2 separate regions of the Pan troglodytes genome follow, and region 1 is linked to region 2. A link is a contact called in public capture Hi-C data. All regions are on one chromosome and are shown on one strand. Each heading gives the region's core, a stretch centred on a gene start, on an enhancer-like site or on the middle of the called end of the contact. The rest is flanking DNA. Distances are from core to core; before and after follow the strand shown.

What was found. Capture Hi-C pulls out chosen DNA fragments and counts their contacts.
Region 1: a contact with region 2 is called in a capture Hi-C map of stem cell-derived neural stem cells, with 2.9 times the contacts expected there. The contact joins two enhancer-like sites. A contact is called at or near these places in 2 of 7 Hi-C or Micro-C datasets (induced pluripotent stem cells and stem cell-derived neural progenitor cells) and 1 of 1 other capture datasets (stem cell-derived neural stem cells).

What each region holds. Positions count from the first base shown.
Region 1 is chr1:226,504,163-226,506,862 of NHGRI_mPanTro3-v2.0_pri, forward strand. No RefSeq gene overlaps it. Among named protein-coding and RNA genes, the nearest start is that of KCNAB2, 490 kb to the left of the region's middle. Within about 2 kb of position 1,294, at least 2 of the 24 cell types and tissues checked have an H3K27ac peak or open chromatin away from gene starts, as enhancers often do. A contact at or near this core is called in stem cell-derived neural stem cells, where this site is marked.
Region 2 is chr1:226,393,528-226,396,227 of NHGRI_mPanTro3-v2.0_pri, forward strand. No RefSeq gene overlaps it. Among named protein-coding and RNA genes, the nearest start is that of KCNAB2, 380 kb to the left of the region's middle. Within about 2 kb of position 1,289, at least 2 of the 24 cell types and tissues checked have an H3K27ac peak or open chromatin away from gene starts, as enhancers often do. A contact at or near this core is called in stem cell-derived neural stem cells, where this site is marked.

The sequences.
Region 1 (2,700 bases), core at 44-2,543, 110 kb after region 2:
GCTGGCACCTGCAGAGAGGAGGCAGGATGAGTGACCACAGGAGGATGGACTCACTATGGGGCTCAGCTGAATTGTGGAAGCTTCTGGGCCTGCTTTGCTGTGCAGGGCAGTTTTCATGGCCCCCACCTGATTTCAGACACTTCTGCCTGGCATCAGAGCTGGAAGGGACTTTAGAAGTTATTAAGTTCCAGTGTTTTCAAAAGAAACCTCCTTCAGGAGATATACGACATTTTTTTTTAAGAAGAGCAGCTTGGCTTGAAGCTGGGGTTTACAGAGAAGGTGTGGGGAGCCTCCTGCCTGAATGGCGGGAGTGGGGGAGTGGGGACAGACCACCATCCATGAGGCTTCTCAGCTGAAGCCCCACACTCTTTAGGATGCAGTTTGAAAACAGGGAAATTGAGGCCTGGAGAGAAGAATTTTCTCAAGTTCATTCATCTACCTAAAAACGATCCAGACTCCTAGTTCAGCAGGGTGCTGATGACTCAAGAAGTTATAACTTTTTATAGCTGGGGTGGGGTTGGAAAACCAATTTGTCTTCGTAAGATCACTTCCAGGCATTTAGAAATTCTGTATATAATGATGCTTCCCCCGCCCCACTACCAATTTTAATTACAATCTCCTTCTGCCTCTATTCCAAGAGTTAAAGATGTGGAACTCAGGAAATTCCTCACAAAATATTTTTGATGCTCTTTTTCTAAGAGCCTGGCTTGAAGAGATGATCTTCCTTTCTCTCTCTCCCTCCCTCCATTTCTCTCTCTCCCTCTCTCTCTCTCACACACACGCGCACACACACAGCCTCTGCCTCATGTGCTTTTGCCACTCCTGAAGGAGGGTGATGTGTGGGCACACAAGGGCAACACCCAGCCTTGCACTGCGACACCAGTCTGCAGATTCGCTCTTGGGAATGCGTTTTTGTTTCAAGCTGGGTTGATTCTCTCTGATCATTTCCCTTCTGTGGCCCATCAGCTCCGTGTTTCCTGTCTCTCAGCTCTCCCTGTTTGCCTAAGACGCTCAATTATTATGTCCTGGATTCCACACACGGCACATTTATGGGGCCTCATAGGCTGCCTGAGTCACGGAGGAGCCAGTCCCGTATGAAAATCAGGGCCCTCGACATCGGCCAGGTGTGCCAGGCTTTAGGGTGCTCAGCTTGCAGGCTCCTGGACCCCTCCGTCCCACCCCTCTCTCCACCTTTTCCCATCCCCTCTGGGCCAGGGACACCTCCCAGGTGCTCTGGAGTCCTGGGCAGCACACTGGCCAAGGAGCTGTTCTGTGCACATTTCCTCGGGAGCCAGGATGACTGACCCTTGCTGTGGGCTTGCTCTATGTTCCAGAGGAAGCGAGATCAAATGTCCATGTTAGCTGTGGTCCCTTGGCAGAGGCTCTAATCAGCCCTGCATGGCTACTGCCAAGCAGGGAAAGGAAACGCGTCCCCAGTAGGGAGAGCCCTTTAAGCCATGGTCAGTCGTAAGCACAAGGCTGGAGTCAGGTCTTGCCTCTCCATAAGGAAATCTGTGCAGTGAGGGAGCTCCTCACCCCAGTTCCACTTGTGAGGAGGAAGGAGGGGATGAGAAAGGTGAGAACAGGAGTCCCAGGATGCCAGAGGGAAGAAGTATGGTCCCAAGGTTAAGAAGGAGCTATGGGTCAGGCCGCCCTGCCCAAATCCCCACCCTGCCATTGCTGGCTTCTCCTTCCTCAGTCTGCTCGTCTGCAGAGTGGAGGTGATACCGGCACCCACCTCCCGGGCTCTTTCTGCGGGTTCCGTGGAGAAGAGAGCCTGCCACGTGGTGAGCACTGAGTAAAAGGTAGCTATGGTGACGATTGCCTTTTTCCCAATGTTTATCAAACCTGGGTACATGCATGGATCTCTCTGGAGGAAACCATTCCTCTTGAGCCCTGGAGAATATCTCTGAAGCCCTCAGAGTTCAGTTTATGGAGTAATGATTAAGCAAAGGCCTTTATTGAGGAAGATCGTTTTCCCTGGTAAATGACCTCTGCGAAAGTTTTTGCCTCTAGAGCTGGCAGAACGTATTTTAGACTCGTTGAATAAAAACACAAAATTTAGTTCTCAGAAACTTGCAGGTCCTGAGGAATTTGCAAAGCTTCCTTAAACCTGGTTGGGGAGAGAAACGGGTCGGGGGAAAATGCTGGGCTGTAGGGCAGAGATTGGACAGGCATACTTGGGGGTCTGGCTTCTGGGTCTGCTGGGATTCACTGGACGTCCCCTGATGTGGTTCACAGGGCAGAGTACCCTCCTTCCAGCTCTCTGGGGCTGCTTCCTTGCAACCACATGCTCCCTTCCATCCTCCCCAAGTTGTAACAAAGTAACCCCTGGGGAGGCGGTGTTGCTGCCACCTGGTGGCCGGTTCTGCACACTGCAGGCTCCCCTGTCCTGGGGGACCCCAGGAGGCTGTACCTGTGACCCCGCAGAACCGCACGGGCTGGGTCGTTTTAGGGGCACTCATCACAGTGACTTGGGGATGGGTCCCTTCCCATGCGTGTCTGTGCTACCAGTGAGCTGGTGCAGGAGAGTCCCGTGCCCAGGGAGCCCCAGGCCGGCAGGCAGGTGGACCCTCCTCCCTCCTCCGTCCAGGGTGCCCACCTCCAGGAGCTTCTGCTGTCCCCAGGTTGTCTCCCCCTGTCCTCAATCCCCCTGGTCGCTTCGCTCCAGGTCCCCTCTTCGGGGCAGCCCAGATGCGC
Region 2 (2,700 bases), core at 39-2,538:
TCCTTGAAAAAACATAACGGTTATTAAAAATGAGACTTGGGAATCTACAACAATGTGGGGAAACACTTATGCTACAATGTTACGTGAAAGGAGGATTAAAATATAAGTAGCCTATGATTCTAACTATATGCATATATTATTATTTTGCTATTTATTTAAACCCAGTCTTGTTCCAAAAGGAATTTAAGACAAATGGTACAAATATGTATATAGGCACAGACATCTGAAAAAATACTAAACAAAAAACCATGATTGTTCCCTTCCTTCCCAAGTAGCATGTGGGAAAAGGCGGTATCATTCTTTTAGGTGAGGTCTTGACTGTCCACAGCAATGAGAGGATTCTGGGCGTCCTTTGCCTCCCCTAGAGACCTGGACGTGAAGACAGGGTTTGAAATTCATTGTCTGCTGAGATGAGAAACCACAGACATCTCTACTCTGGGTTCTTGTGGTGAACAGGGCCTGTGCCCATACGTACATCACCAAGAACCTGCAGAGGAAGCTGGCCCCTGCCCAGCGATGCCCATGGATGCTGTACCAGAGAGAAGAGGCTCATAATGCCCCACACCCAGCGGGTTCGGCCAGGGCATCTAATTCTTGGCCAGGCCACCTGGCAGCAAGTGTGGCCCCACTCCCGTTAGAGTGGAAGATAGCAGGAGACCTGCTGCAGGATCCTCTCCCAAGGCTACTTCTTCTTCCAGTCATATAGCTGGAGTGCAGTGACGTGCAGTGACGTGATCTTGGCTCACTGCAACCTCCACCTTCTGGGTTCAAGTGATTTTCCTGCCTCAGCCTCCTGAGTAGCTGGGATTACAGGTGGGTGCCACCATGCCCGGTTAATTTTTGTATTTTTAGTAGAGACGAGGTTTCACCATGTTGGTCAGGCTGGTCTTGAACTCCTGACCTCAGGTGATCTGCCCACCTCAGCCGCCCAAAGTGCTGGGATTACAGGCGTGAGCCACCTTGCCTGGCTTGGGGCTACTTCTTGAGTCTCTGGAGCTGCTCCCTCGTCAGCCTGTGAGTGATGAGGTTCAGATGCCCGTTTTCCAGACACCCTCACTCAGCCCTCACATCTGGGCTAGAAGTAGGAAATTCAGTTCTAATTGAGAGTCTTGAAAATCACAAGAGAATTTTCACTGTTGGAGGTTGGTTGGAGGTGGGAGGGCCCTTCCTGAATTTCCCTAGGTGGCCCAGCAGAGGGAGTGCAGCTCCCAAAGGCTGCCCCCTCTCCCCTTGCTTTGACAATGGGCTCAGATCAAATGAATTCAGCCTCAGCACTGACTGCATGCTGGTCAGCTCCCAGCATTGAGGGTAGACTGGCTCAGTCTACCCTGGAGAGACATGCAAAATAGAAGGAATGAAACAGGCTCTCCCTAGTCCTCACCTGAACCCCGGGATTGCATATTTAGGAAGCTGCCTTACTCAGGGGGTCCTGCCTGTTATGTCTCCCCCTAATCACTCTATGCCTACCTCTGGAACACAGATGGTCTCCATGGTGTCAGTGATTGCTTTAAAGTTGATTTTCCTTAAAATAAATCCAGTGATTTTCTCAAGAGGACGTTCTGTTCCTTACCAGGTGCAGCTCCTGATCAAAATCCTCTGCAGTGGGGCAGGAACTATGCTTATTCAGGGCTCCTTAGTGGCCTCTAATGAACACGTCTTCCACAGTTTGCGACACTTGAAGGGGCCCAGAGGAAGGCGTTTTTATGCAATATTTTCTGCCCTATGCCCCATGACTCTTTAGGGGACATGAAGTATCAGGAATGAAGCTACCATGGGGGCTTAGAAGATGCAGAGGGACCACTGTCCCCACCAGGGGGCTACCATGTGCACCTATGACTGACTGTTCTCTGCACCATGCCAGAAAAGGCAACAGTGGCCTGGGCTCAGGGACCAGCATTTCAATCTAGTCTCAAGATTCACATCCGCTTTTTTTTTTTTTTTTTTTTTTTTGCCTTGGCCTGACCAATAGAAGCTGTCCCCTACCCCGCCACCACCACACACACCCCAAAGAGAGTGAGGGGTTGGGGCCATGTGGGCCACAGGCCGTTGTGGCTGGAAATAGCTCTCCCAGACCACAGCAGCCTGAAGATTGCAGGGCTAAGGGCATTGCAATATGCATGGAGGAGGGCCAGGCTGCAGCGGGGGATAATTTGAAACTAAAGCACAGAAATGCGTCTAGGGGAGGGTCTGGGGGAGCCTGGCTAGCAGGTGAAGGAGTCCCGCACATTAGCAAGGCTTCTTGTTTCTGCCTTCAAGATTGTGCTAGAATCCAACTGTTTCTCCCACTTCCACGGCGAGCGCCCCGCCCAGGCTGCACCCTCCCTTGTCTGGCTCACTGCAGCAGTGTCTGAACTTCTGCCTCTCTGCTTCCATGCTTGTTCTGCAGCAGCCAGAGGGATCCTTCTAAAACCCAGGTCAGCTCATGTCCTGCCTGTCCCCAAAGCCCTCCTGTGGCTCCCTGTAGTGGATTAATGTAATGTCCCTCCCAAATTCATGTCCACCGACATAGATTCTTTGCTTGAACAAACTTTAGCCAGGTCCCCGAGCCATCTCCTAGGCCCCTCTGTGCACTTTCTTGTAAAATCCAGTTTTAGCAAAGAACCATGCTGTGTCAGTTTAACGAAAGCCCCCTACACCTTGATATCTGACCACCTCGACTATGTCTGATGGAGTTCCTCATTCTCCATCATGCCCCAGCAA